5 separate regions of the Sus scrofa genome follow, and all the other regions are linked to region 2. The links are chromatin contacts, called in public Hi-C maps. All regions are on one chromosome and are shown on one strand. The core of a region is the stretch at or near the end of the contact, and the rest is flanking DNA. Distances in the headings are between cores, read along the strand shown. Region 1 holds the start of GAS1 (growth arrest-specific protein 1). Region 2 has its middle 230 kb from the start of GAS1. Region 3 has its middle 100 kb from the start of ZCCHC6. Region 4 has its middle 16 kb from the start of ZCCHC6. Region 5 overlaps LOC110255610 (a long non-coding RNA gene).

Region 1 (2,700 bases), core at 21-2,520, 230 kb before region 2:
TTCCCTCCCACCCCCCACCCCCCGGTCCCGGCACACCCACCCCCGTTGATGATCGGCAAAGATGGGAAACTCGAAAAACAAACTGAACTCTGAAGCCAGTAGAAAGCACAGATTGGGACCAGGGAGAATTAATAAAAGTGCCCCCCCCCAAGAAAAAAAAACTCACACAGTATAATGAACCAAACAAAAAGGACCATGGCCGAGCCGGATGCAAGCAGCTGCCCCCAAGCCCTGCCCGCTGGTTCTGTGCTGCGAGCAGAGGGCTCCATATCTGAGCCTCCTTAAGAGTAGGAGGAGCTCCCGGGCCTCTGTCAGGCTCCTTAAGCCGTTCCTTTCAGGCCCTGAATGCCTGAATGTGAGCTGCCCACCACCCTCCCCGCCCTCCCCCACTCCGCAACCCCACTCCAGCGGCTCGTAAAAAAAAAAAAAAAAAAAAGTTTCAACAACAACAGGCGGGACCAATAGCATCTCGAAAAGCCGGGAAAGGGGGCCGAGCAAAGGGCGAAAGAGAGTGGAGAAAGGAGAAAGCGGGCAGGCTCGGAGCGCGCGGGGCCGGAGCTCGGAGAGCCGGAGGAGCGTTGCTAATGTTTTTGTTTGTTTGCTTTTCCATGCATGCATAATGAGGGGGCACCGCGGCACCACGCGGGGGCTCCCGGCCCACTTTTGTATTTAAAGCCTCGCTGCGAGCGAGTCCGCAGCCCGGCTCAGCGGATCCGCTCCCCGGGCTCCTTGTCACCCGAGAAGCCGCCGCCGAGGCAAGCCCGGGAGCCGCTCTCTGGCCGCGCCAAGTTTCTCGTTCTCCTCGCGCCTCCCGGAAAGAGCTCCCCGGAGCTCGGCCGAGGCCGGGGTCGCCGCGGGCGGAGGGGGAGGGGACGCGGGCGGCCCGGCCGCGGGAAGGCGGGCAGCGCCCGGCCGCGAGCCAGGAAGCGGCGCGATGCGAGAGACCGCGGCGGCGGCGGCGGCGGCGCGGCGCTGAGCCCGGGAGGAAGGAGCCGCCGCGGCCGCACAACGGATCTGCAGGCGCGGAGCAAAATGCACCCGCGGCGCCGCGCGGTCCCGCAGCCCCGCCGCGGCCCCGCGGCCCGCAGCCCCCCGGGACGGCAGTGAGCGCCTCCCGCCACCGCCGGGGGCCGACCGGAGGAGCCCTCAGTGGCCGTGCACTTCTAGGAAGCCCCCGCAGCCCGAGTGCGAGCCGACCTTCTGCAAGCAGCGGGGCACCAGCCGGCGGCGCGCATGGATTTATGAAAACACTCATGCAAGAAGTTGGCAGGACAGGGGCAAACTTTTCCGCCGGCTCCGCGTCCGACGCTCCCCGCGCCTCGTCTCCTTTCCGCTCCTCGCCCGGCGGCCGCCGCTGCCCGCGATGGTGGCAGGGCTGCTGGGCGGCGGCGGCGGGGCCCGCGGGGGAACCGTGCCGGGCGCCTGGCTGTGCCTGATGGCGCTGCTGCAGCTGCTGGGCTCGGCGCCGCGGAGCTCGGGGCTGGCGCACGGCCGCCGCCTCATCTGCTGGCAGGCGCTGCTGCAGTGCCAGGGGGAGCCGGAGTGCAGCTACGCCTACAACCAGTACGCCGAGGCGTGCGCGCCGGTGCTGGCGCAGCGCGGCGGGGGCGACGCGCCGGGAACCGCCGCAGCCGCCGCCTTCCCTGCCTCCGCCGCCTCCTTCTCGTCGCGCTGGCGCTGTCCGAGCCATTGCATCTCGGCCCTCATTCAGCTCAACCACACGCGCCGCGGGCCCGCCTTGGAAGACTGTGATTGCGCGCAGGATGAGAACTGCAAGTCCACCAAGCGCGCCATTGAGCCGTGCCTGCCCCGGACGAGCGGCGGCGGCGCGGGCGGCCCGGGCGCGGGCGGGGTCATGGGCTGCACCGAGGCCCGGCGGCGCTGCGACCGCGACAGCCGCTGCAACCTGGCGCTCAGTCGCTACCTGACTTACTGTGGCAAGCTCTTCAACGGGCTGCGCTGCACCGACGAGTGCCGCACGGTCATCGAGGATATGCTGGCCGTGCCCAAGGCGGCGCTGCTCAATGACTGTGTGTGCGACGGCCTGGAGCGGCCCATCTGCGAGTCGGTCAAGGAGAACATGGCCCGCCTGTGCTTCGGCGCCGAGCTGGGCAACGGCCCGGGCAGTAGCGGCTCGGACGGGGGCCTGGACGACTACTACGATGAGGAGTATGACGACGAACAGCGCGCTGGGGGCGCGGGCGGGGAGCAGCCGCTGGACGACGACGACGGCGTCCCGCACCCGCCGCGCCCGGGCGGCGGCGCTGCTGCGGCAGGCGGCCGCGGCGACCTGCCCTACGGGTCCGGGCGCAGGAGCAGCAGCGGCGGCTGCCGCTCGGCGCCCCGAGGCGTCTGGACCCAGCTTGCCTCCATCTTGCTGCTGCTGCTGCTGCTGCTCCCGCTGCTCTTTTAGCCCGCGGGAGGGCGGGCGCCGGGACACCTGTGGCTCGGGGACAGGGTGGGTGGTTGGGGACGCTCTCTAGGTAGATTCTGCCTAGTCGGGCTCCCCCACCCACCCGACTCTTGCACGACCCCCGCCTCCTCTCCCGCGCAGGACTTTTTGGACATCCTCCCTGTCCCGCATTCCAGGCTCCAGAAACTCCTTGCAGAAACCCTCCTAGTTTGAGCTCAGGACGCCCGGGATGAAACGGGCTTGGGGGGGCGGCGGCGCGGGGGGGAACAGAACCGTAGTCCTGGACT
Region 2 (2,700 bases), core at 166-2,665:
AACATTTCCTATATATATTCTATATATTATTTCATTAATCTTTACACCAAGGAAAAATGAGTATGGTCAGAATTTTATAGCTTTGGAAACTGAGATTTAGAGAAAATTTCAGTACTATCTCCCCTCCAACCCACCCCATCCACCATCACTACCAAAAAAATTTAAGGGAGCAGTGAGACGGTCCTACTGGACCAATGCTATTCTGGAGGGATTTCAATGACAAGACCCTCCCTCCCAACCACCCAAGTGGCTCATCAGATTCGCTTTCCCAGATCCTGACTTTTATGCCAAGTCACAGAGAAGACAGTGAAGGGGGTGAGGCACCTAACAGCAACAGCTTAAAGAGTTCTGTGCCCTGACATCCACACAACTTCAGCAGCTCCTTCTTGAGGGCTGGGGGGAGGGGGGGTTCTGTATTTCTTCCTACAATTTTTTTTTCCCACTGTACAGCAAGGGGGTCAAGTTATCCTTACATGTATACATTACAATTACATTCCCCCCTTCTTTGCTTCCTACAATTTAATTTGCCAACCAGCTTCCTTCCAAGAATTTCTGTTGTGTTGGAGCAAATCGCCACAACTGACACCCTAGTACCAAAGCTCATGACGAAAGAAGCATGGTTATGGTGCTAAGATGGGCACAAGGGGGTGAGATGCCCACTTGTGATGGCAGAGGGTTGAGATCAGTTCATTCAAGCCCTCACAAACCTGATCTAACCAGTGCCCAAGGTCACCCAGATGGCACACCTACAGCAGGTGAAGCCTTGGGAACTGGGAAGTTGCCACCCGAAATGAGGAACACAAAAGCCATAGGCCTATAGGGTTGCTTCTGAATGCTCAAGAAGAATTAAAGCTACAAAACATAGGTTCACACCCAGAATTCCTCCATCCAGACACAGAAGGACATGCATGGCTTTTCTGTGAGTAGGAAAAGTGCTTCTTATCATCTTCCTGTTGCGTTGATGGAAAACCAAGCCCCAAAGATTGAGACTGTTGTTCACAGAGTCTAAATACCAGGTCAATCCGTAACCTTGCAAAGTCTCTTATTTGAACTTTTGGGCCTTGATTGGGAAGAAGAGCAATACTTCCAACTGAAATAGTGACATCTAGAGGGAGTGAAGTTTTTTTAATTTGATCGATTGATGGATGGATGGATGGATGGATGGATGGATGGATGGATTAAATAGAGGGAATAGAGAACCTGGGGAAGCCCACTTAATTCTCACAAGAAAACAATGAAGTAGACAGTAGTCTACAGACAATAGAATATTTTATCAACAAGACAAACTTCCAGATTTCACACTATAAGGGGCAACGCCAAAATTGGGAGCTGAGAACTTCTGAGCCAGAGCCCATGCTCTAAACCAGGGTACAGCAAACTTCCAGTAAAGGGCTTTGCAGGCCAAAAGGGCAACATCTGCCCCTGGACTCTGCTCTGTCCATGGAGGCACAGGCAACTGGAGATAAGACAGAGCAAATAGGCATGGCTGTGACCTCCATAAAAATTTATTTATGGAGGAGTTCCTGTTGCGGCTCAGCCCAAATGAACCCAACTAGTATCTGTGAGGATGTGGGCTTGATCCCTGGCCTCACTTGGTGGGTTAAGGATCTGGCATTGCCATGAGCTATGGTGTAGGTCACAGACATGGCTCAGATCCCATGTTGCTGTGGCTGTGGCATAGGCCAGTGGCTACAGCTCCAATTTGACCCCTAGCCTGGGAAATGCCATATGCTGTGGGTATGGCCCTAAAAATACAAAAAAAAAAAAAAAAAAAAAAAAAAAGAAGAAGAAAAAGAAAAAAAAAAAAAGAAAGCATTACTCGAGTTCTCATTGTGGCTCAGTGGGTTAAGAACCTGATGTAGTCTCTGTGAGGATGTGGGTTTGATTCCTGGCCTCGCTCAGTAGGTTAAGGATCCAGTGTTGTCATAAGCTGTGGTGTAAGTCACAGATGTGGTTCAGATCTATTGTGGCTGTGGCTTCGGCGTAGGCCAGCAGCTATAGCTCCAATTCAATCCCTAGACTGGGAGCCTCCATATGCCATGGGTATAGCCCTAAAAAGCAAAGGAAAAAACCCACAAACCTTTATTTACGGAGGCTGAAATGTGAATTCTTTATAATTCACAGATCATTACATTCTTTTCTTCTGCTGTCTCTTATGATAATTTTATAATGTTAAAAAAACCATTCTTAGCTCACGAGCCATACAAAAGCAAGCACTGCTGATGTCTGCCAACTCCTGCTCTTAACCATATGATATTGTGTCAGGAGAGCTGGAACAAATCTTTGAAAATGGGCCCATGATTCCTTGAAAACGTGTTCCTGAAAGGCTCTTTCTAGGTTAATACGGCACGTGTTTATTCTATGTTTATAACACTAGGTCATCACACTGCCAGTGAAGGCAGAGCACATTTTGAAACTGTCCATGTACAGAAGACAGAGAATCAGGTATGCCTTTCCAAAAAAAAAAAAAAAATTTACATAAAAGATCACATGAGCAGGAGGAACTTGAGTGTTTGGGGGAAAACACCTAGGTTGACACGAGGCCAGCTGAAACAGAGCTCTCTGCCAAGGAACTAAAACACAAAGAGACAGGCATGTTTACTTTTCTTCCTATAAATGATTTATGAGGAATTTCATATGGTTGCTGAGCATACTCTAGGCTTGTTAGACATTCTCTCTTTTGACCAAGGAAAAATTTGT
Region 3 (2,700 bases), core at 120-2,619, 150 kb after region 2:
GGTCCTTGTGGTTTACCTATTTTATGTACAGTAGTATGTTTATGTTAATCCCCACCTCCTAATTTATCCCTCCTCCAACCCCCATTTCCCCTTTGGTAACTATAAGTTTGTTTTCAAAGTCTGTGCATCTATTTATGTTTTGTAAATGGGTGATTTTTGTCTTGGCAAGCCTAGCAGTTACTTCAGAAGAGGTTGTCCAGGGTCCCATCATGGTGCAGCAGAAACGAATCTGACTAGGAACCCTAAGGTTTCGGGTTCGATCCCTGGCCTTGCTCAGGGGGTTAAGGATCTGGCATGGCCATGAGCTGTGGTGTAGATTGCTGACCTGACTCCCATCCCATGTTGCTGTGGCTGTGGTGTAGGCCAGCAGCTACAGCTCCGATTCGACCCCTAGCCTGGGAACCTCCATATGCCGTGGGTATGGGCCTAAAAAGAAAAAAAAAGAAGAAGAGGTTGTCCAAAAGTAAGCATAAATGCAAAGAACACGAGTTTCCCAAATTAACTAGTGCTCTGCTTTGTCTGAATTAATCCATAATCTTTCTAAAGATTAGATGTTCTCTAAGTAAGACTGGGAAGCAGTATGTCCAGAAATATTTCTGCTCTCCTGTCATATCTATATACAATTCTTGGCTTAGAAAAAAATCACAAATCAAAAGGGAACGCTACATGTGGCCTAATATATCAGAAATTGTCACCAGTCAGTGCTCTTGTGCCTTTGTGGTAATTAGCCAGTGTGTCCATGAATTTTTTGGATTAGGCTACTTTATAGATCGGGGCTCTTAAGAGATTTATAATCTCCAATGAAAGATATACTCATATGACATGAAATTCCGTTGCACTTATGTACTTTGATTCAACACCTATAACTGCCTTGTGATATGACAGTGAATTGAAGAGGAAGAAAAATGGGGGGGGGGGACATTGAGGCAGAATGTAGAGAAGGCCTTTTAGTTCACTGCTCCTTTCAATTGGCAAAAAGTCTGGATAATGGGAGCTACTCATTGCCCACTTCTCTGAATCCCAAGCATCTCTTCCTAACAATCAGCAGGACTTCAGATGGTGATGCAAAAGAGAGTCTGGAATTCCAACACAGACTTGTCAGACAAACCCCAAGTCGTGGGAAAATAAAATCTATCATTAACTTTCTGTCCAATGCTCTAATCAGCATCATGACTTGGTGTGATGAAATATCCACAGCCCCATAAGGCTGCGGGTTCCTCCCCTCCTCCTTCTGCTCTTCTTCCCACTGAAGCAAAAAGTATTTTTTAAAGGATTGATTTGAAAAGGTTGTTCCCAGGTCTCTGTGTACTGGCCAGAGTTTAACCTCGAGTTTATAGAACTCCTGAGACTCTTCGTGGAAGCCACAATGACAGTCCAATTTGAAATCTGGTGTGTTGGGCAAGAAAACCACAAACCCTGTCTAGGCACTTTATCAGCTGGGCCTTGCTTCTGAAGATAAGCCCCTCTGTGAAAGAGGTCAGTGTTAGAACAAGCTATTGCAGCTGAGCCTTCTGGCCAAAACTCTTAAGAACTAGGATGGGTCTGGCCCAAAGGGAGCTCCTTAATACCACTTTCATTTTTAGCTCACTAATAACTTAATATTTAGTTAATGCCCACTGAAGTAGTTAACCAGATTTTTGAGTACATGAGTACAGAGTTGTAAAGGGCCGCTCAGCCTTTGATAAACATTAGCTTGCCTTGTTTTTTTTTTTTTTCTTTATTGAAAAAAAAAAAAGTATTATCTTGAAATAACCTTTTTCTTTATTAGATAATTTTTCAAGTTACAAAAATAATAAAATATTTTTTTCAAATGTCCATAAGATATATGAAGAAAAGCTATCCAACACACCCATATGCATCTTCCATAACATTCTGTAGGCATATATACATATACTAGTGTTAGGTCCAAGTTCATTCTGCTTGCCCCACGACAAGCCAATAAATCTGGAGATGAGTTGTTGGGGCAAAGAAAAAGACTTTCTTAAGAAAGCTGGGAGTCTGAGAAGATGATGGACTAATGTTCTAGAGAATCTTCTTACCTGAGTCAGAATTCAGGCTTCTTTTATACTAAAAAAGGGAGGGGGTGTGGTTGGTTGCTGCAGACTCCTTAGTGTTGGAATCCTTTGTTCTTGCAACTGTCCACTCAGGTCAGGTCATGATGTTCCTGTAATCATCCTCCAACAAGACTAATGTCATTCTCTGTTCTGCAACTTCTTTTTTTCCTTTTCTTTTTTTGGCCTCACCAGCTGCATGCAAAGTTCCAGGGTCAGAGACTGAACCCGTGCTACAGTAGCAACCCTGGCTACAGCAGTGACAACGCCAGATCCTTAATCTGCTGAACCACCAGGGTATTCCGGCAACTTTTTATCTCCATGTGAATGGAAAAAATTATACCCTTAAAGGTTACAGCCTTAAGAATGGGCTATCCTGTATATTTCAGGCTAAAAGCAACTTTCTTAACTTGTAGAAAAAGCGATAGAATACAAGGTCTAAAGTTTAGTAAAAAAAAAAATAGAGTACAAAGGTTAAAGTAGAAGAAACAGATCTAATATAGAACTAGATTTGTTTTTCCCTATTACGCAAGTACACGTAAATACAAAAGCACACACACACAAGGGGAGTTCCCTGATGGCTCAGTGGGTCAAGAAGTCCGTGTTGTCACTGCTGCAGCTTGAATTCAGTTCCTTGCCTGGGAACTTC
Region 4 (2,700 bases), core at 29-2,528, 240 kb after region 2:
TCAATAAGCTGACATTCACAGGGCATGGCTCACCGGTGGGCAAAGTCTGGGTGAGAGTTCATGGCACCTTGGCAGAGTTAAGCTGGCTAAGCCTGGCCCACTCTAGCAATCTATAATTCTGTCTCTGCTCCACCTCCTCTACCTGTGACTGGGTGTCACTCAGATCAGCCCTGTGGGATAGACCTGGCTGAATTCAGTAGCAAAGGAGGGAAGAGAAGGCTGCCCTTTGGCCTGGATTTAGGATGTTACTGAGCCCTTGCCCAGCCCAAGACCAAAGGGACACTTTGATCCCCATCTGGGTCTCAGTTTCTTGAACCTTTTCTCCTCTGACAGGTGCAAGAGAAGCAAAACTATATCATCTTAGGTTTTCAGCTGGAGTTCTTCATGACAACAACAAAAAATAAAGCATGCAACTCGCATCAGTCAGGAGAAATCTAAATGAAGAGGAACTTTTTTTTTTTTTCTTGCTTTTCAGGGCCACATTCACGGCATATGGAGGTTCCTAGGCTAGGGGTCTAATCAGAGCTACAGCTGCCGGCCTTCACCACACTCAGAGCAACACCAGATCCTTAACCCACTGAGAGAGGCCAGGGATCGAACCTGCAACCTCATGGTTCCTAGTTGGATTCATTTCCACTGCGCCACGACAGGAACTCCAAAATGAAGAGGAACTCAAAGCAGTGGCTTAGAACCCTAGCTTATATAGCAACTTCGACCAAAAAAAAAAAAAAAAAGAAAAAAGAAAAAAGAAAAATCTCTAGGGAAATGGTAGGACAAAGGAAAGCAGTTTTAGCCTTCCAAGAGCGGCAGACAGTTGGAAGGTAACTATATGGGAGGACATTAAAGGAGTGAGGTTTGTTCGCAGATCCCTCTGATGTCTCTGGGCCACTAAAAGCCTATTGCCAGCAGGAGAATTCATACCCTCTCTTTAAGCAGCAAAGAGGGAGCTTTTCCGACATCTGCGGCTTCTCAATTGCTTTCAGCTCAAAATAAATTTTTCTGTCAGGGAGACATATTTTGGAGTGACATTCCAGTTTCCGTCACAAGAAAGGAGGGCAGCAAAGAAAAGGATAAAGGCTTTACGCCCCCCAAATTAGAAAAGTAGGACAGATATCCTTTTGGGAAATACATTTCGCTTTACGCAAAATTCACTTTCTTTTTACTTGGTTTTTCATTTTGTTGCAATGATGACAATTTCCTAATTATCACTAGCTGACGAAGCGACATTTGAGGAACATTTGAGGAGGAAGTACATTGTGCTCCAAAATTCTGCACTACTAAGACCATTGCTTCTGCTTCCACCAGCCCTCTCAGAATCTCAGGAAATGAAAGTAATAAAAGATAGGCGTGGAAACCAGGATTTAGTGCCTTACAGAATGTGCTGGACAGGTAAGTATTTGACAAGTGAAGAAATAAGGTCTTTTCTCCTGCGCCAGGGTGATCTAGGACCTCATCTGATTTATCTAAATAAATCATCTGTTTATCTAAATCCAGAGTTGGCTTGGACGAGGACACTCTTACGTGGATGGGAAAAAGAAGAACCAGGAGTGACACCGTCCTGGGGCACACTGCACCCAAAATGATTTCACAATAGGTAGCGAGTTTATTTTTACTTCATGCGGCTGCCCGCAAATTCAGGTTTCTCTGGTTCAGCTCTTTTGTGCTAGCATTTGTTCATTAAAGTGAAATGATCGTCTCTTCATCATTGTATACACGCCAGGACTAAAGGGAAAAGTTACATGAAACGGCCTACATTTCATGAAGTTCTCCAGGTATCTGAGTTCATGAGCACGCACTTATTTCTCTGAGAATCATTAGCTCATTCTCTCCACTGTGTTCCCCTGCAGAGAGGGGGAAAAAGAACTCGGTGTCCCCACCCCCACATAAAAAGTCATTCTCTCTTGGCAAGCAACTTTTTTTTTTTTTTTTTCAGCTGACATGTCCTAGATTGTTCTAAAAAGAGCAAATATAAGAAGAGATGATTCAAAGACTCCCTGGGAACTGCCACCGTCAGCTCTTAATTACAAATGCAGGGCTAGGCGAAACATCTGGATTCTGAGTCATTCCATTTCTCCAGAAAGGAAGATGTCGGCATTAGCCCTCTTGTTGCACAAACCTGTGATCTGGAAGCAGGCTCCTGAGCGGGTCCACAGTGCGCTAGGTCTTGAGACTGCAACTCACCCCCACCCACTCGCACCTACATGCAGCACATTTTGAAGGCATCTTAACCGACTACCTGCAACTGAGAACATTTAAGTCTATTTTTTTAAAAAATGACTATGGAGTTCCCGTTGTGGCACAGAGGAAATGAATCTGACTAGGAACCATGAGGTTTCGGGTTCGATCCCTGGCCACATGCAGTGGGTCACGGATCTGGCGTTGCCATGAGCTGTGGTGTAGGTCACAGATGCAGCTCGGATCCCGTGTTGCTGTGTCTGTGGCGTAGGCCGGCAGCTGCAGCTCCAATTCAATCTCTAGCCTGGGCACTTCCATATGCCATGGGTGCGGCCCTAAAAAGCAAAAAAACAAAAAATAAAAATGACTGCAAAAGCAACATATGCGTGTCTGTGTCTGTGTGTTCTAAGGGAAGAAGGAAATAAATAACCTTAAAAACCTATACAGGTTTCTGACCTTGATTCTCGAATGCCTGGACCAATACAAATTCAGGAATATTGCCTTTTGTGTGAAGAGATCCTAGGA
Region 5 (2,700 bases), core at 30-2,529, 160 kb before region 2:
TCTTGCGTTTTCCACCTCTAGGCTCCAGGAGGGGCACCTCTTGAATGGGCTTGCCTGGCCAATGCTGGCCACTCAGTGCCAGGAGAGGAGGAAAACAGGAGGCCCCCGGCAAATGGCCACTCCAGCCCAACCAAGATGGCAACCTGGGGCAGAAAGGGGTCCTGCCATGCCCTCGTGCCTTGGCTCACAACACCCCGGAAAGGAAGGCACGCCTTTTATCACCTCTTATTATAGATATGCACATACTCAGGTAGACAGCCAAAATTTATTCACTACATTTTTTCACTAAATAACCGGGGGAGATGGGAACAGAGTGAGGACTATTTGACTCTGGATCCCATTCCCTTAGTACAGAGTCTGGCATACTAACAGATGTTGCCCAATGTTTTTGAAGGTGGGAGTGACCAACCAGTCCTGGTCTGCCAAGATGTTATTGATTTTAACAGTGAACTCCAGATGTCCATGACAACTGGATGGTGGGGTCACTCTGTTCATAATGCCACAGAGTTGCTCACCAACTGGCAGAATTCTGAATTACGTTCGGTTTCCCTCTTGCAAATCTGGGTATCGTCCGTCTCATCAACCTGGGGGCATAAGATTTGCCAGAAGCAGACAAAGAAGTTTCTATTGTAAAAAAATCAATGTCTTTCTCGGACTGTTGGAAAATTCTTTGTTTTGTTTTTCGAATACCTGTCCGAATGATCAGTCAGCATGAAAAACTGAAAGCTTGTGAGTAGAAAAGAACAAACCCCAATAAGAAGCATGACAAATGATTTCAGTTACAGGGCTCATAGATTGCTTTCCTTCTCCAAAGTTATTTGCCAGGTGACTTATTGCAAACATACTGGCCAGTATGAAGGGATCCGAGGTTGTAGGTTGAATACTTTGATGTGAGAAGATAATTTTACAAGAAATAAATGACAGGGGAAAAAAAGATCATCAGAAATGTTCTCCTGCTCCCTTTCAGAAACAAGAATAAAATAGAGATTTGACCAAAGAAATATCCTGCCACTTAGCAATTCTGTTTTAAAATCCATTGTGCATTTGCAGAATTTCCTCAAATGAAATGCCACAATAAAGAATGCCCATTTTACAGTCCTAAACATATTTAATATACTGTTTTTACAACAGCTGTTGCTTTCACAGAACTTTAACCCTGTTGTGTAAATGCATCACCAGGAAAACACTCAGGTTGTCATGGAGACAACCTTAGCCAAGGCCCTTTGCTTGGTTGAACTGGTGTCAGCTTTCAGCCTCCCTGCATTCCAGTCTGGCATCAACCCCAGGCTACAGCTCAGACTTCATTAGAGGCCCTGATGAAGGACAGCACCGGAATCCGAAGCAATGACTAGAACTGTCTGACCGCTTTCTATCAACACACCTGATAGGAGAACTGAAAATTAATTCCAGAGGGAACGATGGTATTAATCAAGATTTTCTGGCATCTTCCTTGAAGAACGCCTGATCGATCCAGCTGTCGTTTTCTAGCTCATTTTAGGCCCACCTTTGTCTCAGCAGGGAGAGATAGCATTACAGCTGACATTTGGAAGATTATTTAAAGTATTGGGTGACAGAGGCCCCAAGTGTAAAGCCAAATTTTCAGTGTTCCTCAAAGAACTGGTGAAATTTCTATCACCCCATGAAGAAAATATAGAACCACAGCGGCATTAACTTCTGCCTGCTAACAACCCATGATAGCATCTTCTAGAAAATGTTGAATACTTTGACTTTAGCCGAAACAGAGCTTGAAGGGAAAGTGCAAAATCCATTGAATAAAAAGCAAAATTGATGGTAAGTGGTCCTTCTTGCAAAGCCTTGCAAAAGAGAGGGAAATGAAGTCCTATCTTGGCTAACCACTTCAGAGAGAAAATAAAAACAAAATACTTCTAAAATGGTTAGGTTTGGAGTTCCCGTCGTGGCTCGGTGATTAACGAATCTGACTAAACCATGAGGTTTTGGGTTCGACCCCTGGCCTTGCTCAGTGGGTTGAGGATCCAGCATTGCTGTGAGCTGTGGTATAGGTTGCAGAAGTAGCTCAGATCTGGCGTTGCTGTGGCTGTGGTGTAGGCTGGCGGCTACAGCTCTGATTAGACCCCTAGCCTGGGAACCTCCATATGCCATGAGTGCGGCCCTAGAAAAGACAAAAAAAAAAAAAAAAAAAAAAAAAAGAGCCTTGGCTCAGTAACAGGTGTGTCACAGTTGAGGTTACTTTACTTAATGGGCCGTAGCTGATATTCCAAACAAGATGTTTCAGAAATCTGTGGCATCATAAGAATTGTGAAATAGTAAGCAATGGCTTATTTGTCCTCTGTTCAAAGAGCTTAGTTAAGGCTCTGTTCTCATTGCCTCTAGGGCTTGATGTGACAGGGCTGAAGCTGAGAAAAAAAAATAAATGTTGATTTCCTGGCTTTAGCTTCCCAAATCCTGATCCCTGAGGCAAATACAAAGGGCTCCAATGGAGAGTAAATGCTTGGTCAAAACAAGACTATGAGCAGAGCTTCCTGCCGAACCCAGAACTTCTTTTTTTTTTTTTTTTTGTCTTTTTGCTATTTCTTTGGGCAGCTCCCGCAGCATATGGAGGTTACCAGGCTAGGGGTCTAATCGGAGCTGTATCCACCGGCCTACACCAGAACCACAGCAACGCAGGATCCGAGCCGCGTCTGCAACCTACACCACAGCTCACGGCAACGCCGGATCCTT

The links. A called contact is a pair of places that touch in the nucleus more often than the background predicts.
Region 1: a contact with region 2 is called in a Hi-C map of liver, with 2.7 times the contacts expected there. The contact joins the promoter of GAS1 here to the enhancer-like site in region 2. A contact is called at or near these places in 1 of 5 promoter capture datasets (liver), 2 of 47 Hi-C or Micro-C datasets (liver and skeletal muscle) and 1 of 2 datasets of contacts at active chromatin or transcription factors (skeletal muscle).
Region 3: a Hi-C map of liver shows a contact between it and region 2, with 5 times the contacts expected there. The contact joins two enhancer-like sites. A contact is called at or near these places in 1 of 5 promoter capture datasets (liver) and 5 of 47 Hi-C or Micro-C datasets (embryonic fibroblasts, liver and skeletal muscle).
Region 4: a contact with region 2 is called in a Hi-C map of liver, with 2.5 times the contacts expected there. The contact joins two enhancer-like sites. A contact is called at or near these places in 1 of 5 promoter capture datasets (liver) and 1 of 47 Hi-C or Micro-C datasets (liver).
Region 5: a Hi-C map of liver shows a contact between it and region 2, with 5 times the contacts expected there. The contact joins two enhancer-like sites. A contact is called at or near these places in 5 of 47 Hi-C or Micro-C datasets (liver and skeletal muscle) and 1 of 2 datasets of contacts at active chromatin or transcription factors (skeletal muscle).

The regions. Positions count from the first base shown.
Region 1 is chr10:28,507,898-28,510,597 of Sscrofa11.1, forward strand. GAS1 (growth arrest-specific protein 1) reads left to right here and starts at 1,271. Exons shown (of 1, transcript XM_021064627.1): 1 at 1,271-2,700. The coding sequence starts at 1,364. The coding sequence ends at 2,413.
Region 2 is chr10:28,742,411-28,745,110 of Sscrofa11.1, forward strand. No RefSeq gene overlaps it. Among named protein-coding and RNA genes, the nearest start is that of GAS1, 230 kb to the left of the region's middle. Within about 2 kb of position 1,416, at least 2 of the 83 cell types and tissues checked have an H3K27ac peak or open chromatin away from gene starts, as enhancers often do. A contact at or near this core is called in liver, where this site is marked.
Region 3 is chr10:28,891,697-28,894,396 of Sscrofa11.1, forward strand. No RefSeq gene overlaps it. Among named protein-coding and RNA genes, the nearest start is that of ZCCHC6, 100 kb to the right of the region's middle. Within about 2 kb of position 1,370, at least 5 of the 83 cell types and tissues checked have an H3K27ac peak or open chromatin away from gene starts, as enhancers often do. A contact at or near this core is called in liver, where this site is marked.
Region 4 is chr10:28,978,398-28,981,097 of Sscrofa11.1, forward strand. No RefSeq gene overlaps it. Among named protein-coding and RNA genes, the nearest start is that of ZCCHC6, 16 kb to the right of the region's middle. Within about 2 kb of position 1,279, at least 11 of the 83 cell types and tissues checked have an H3K27ac peak or open chromatin away from gene starts, as enhancers often do. A contact at or near this core is called in liver, where this site is marked.
Region 5 is chr10:28,582,327-28,585,026 of Sscrofa11.1, forward strand. The region is part of intron 1 of LOC110255610 (a long non-coding RNA gene); the gene reads left to right. Among named protein-coding and RNA genes, the nearest start is that of GAS1, 75 kb to the left of the region's middle. Within about 2 kb of position 1,280, at least 25 of the 83 cell types and tissues checked have an H3K27ac peak or open chromatin away from gene starts, as enhancers often do. A contact at or near this core is called in liver, where this site is marked.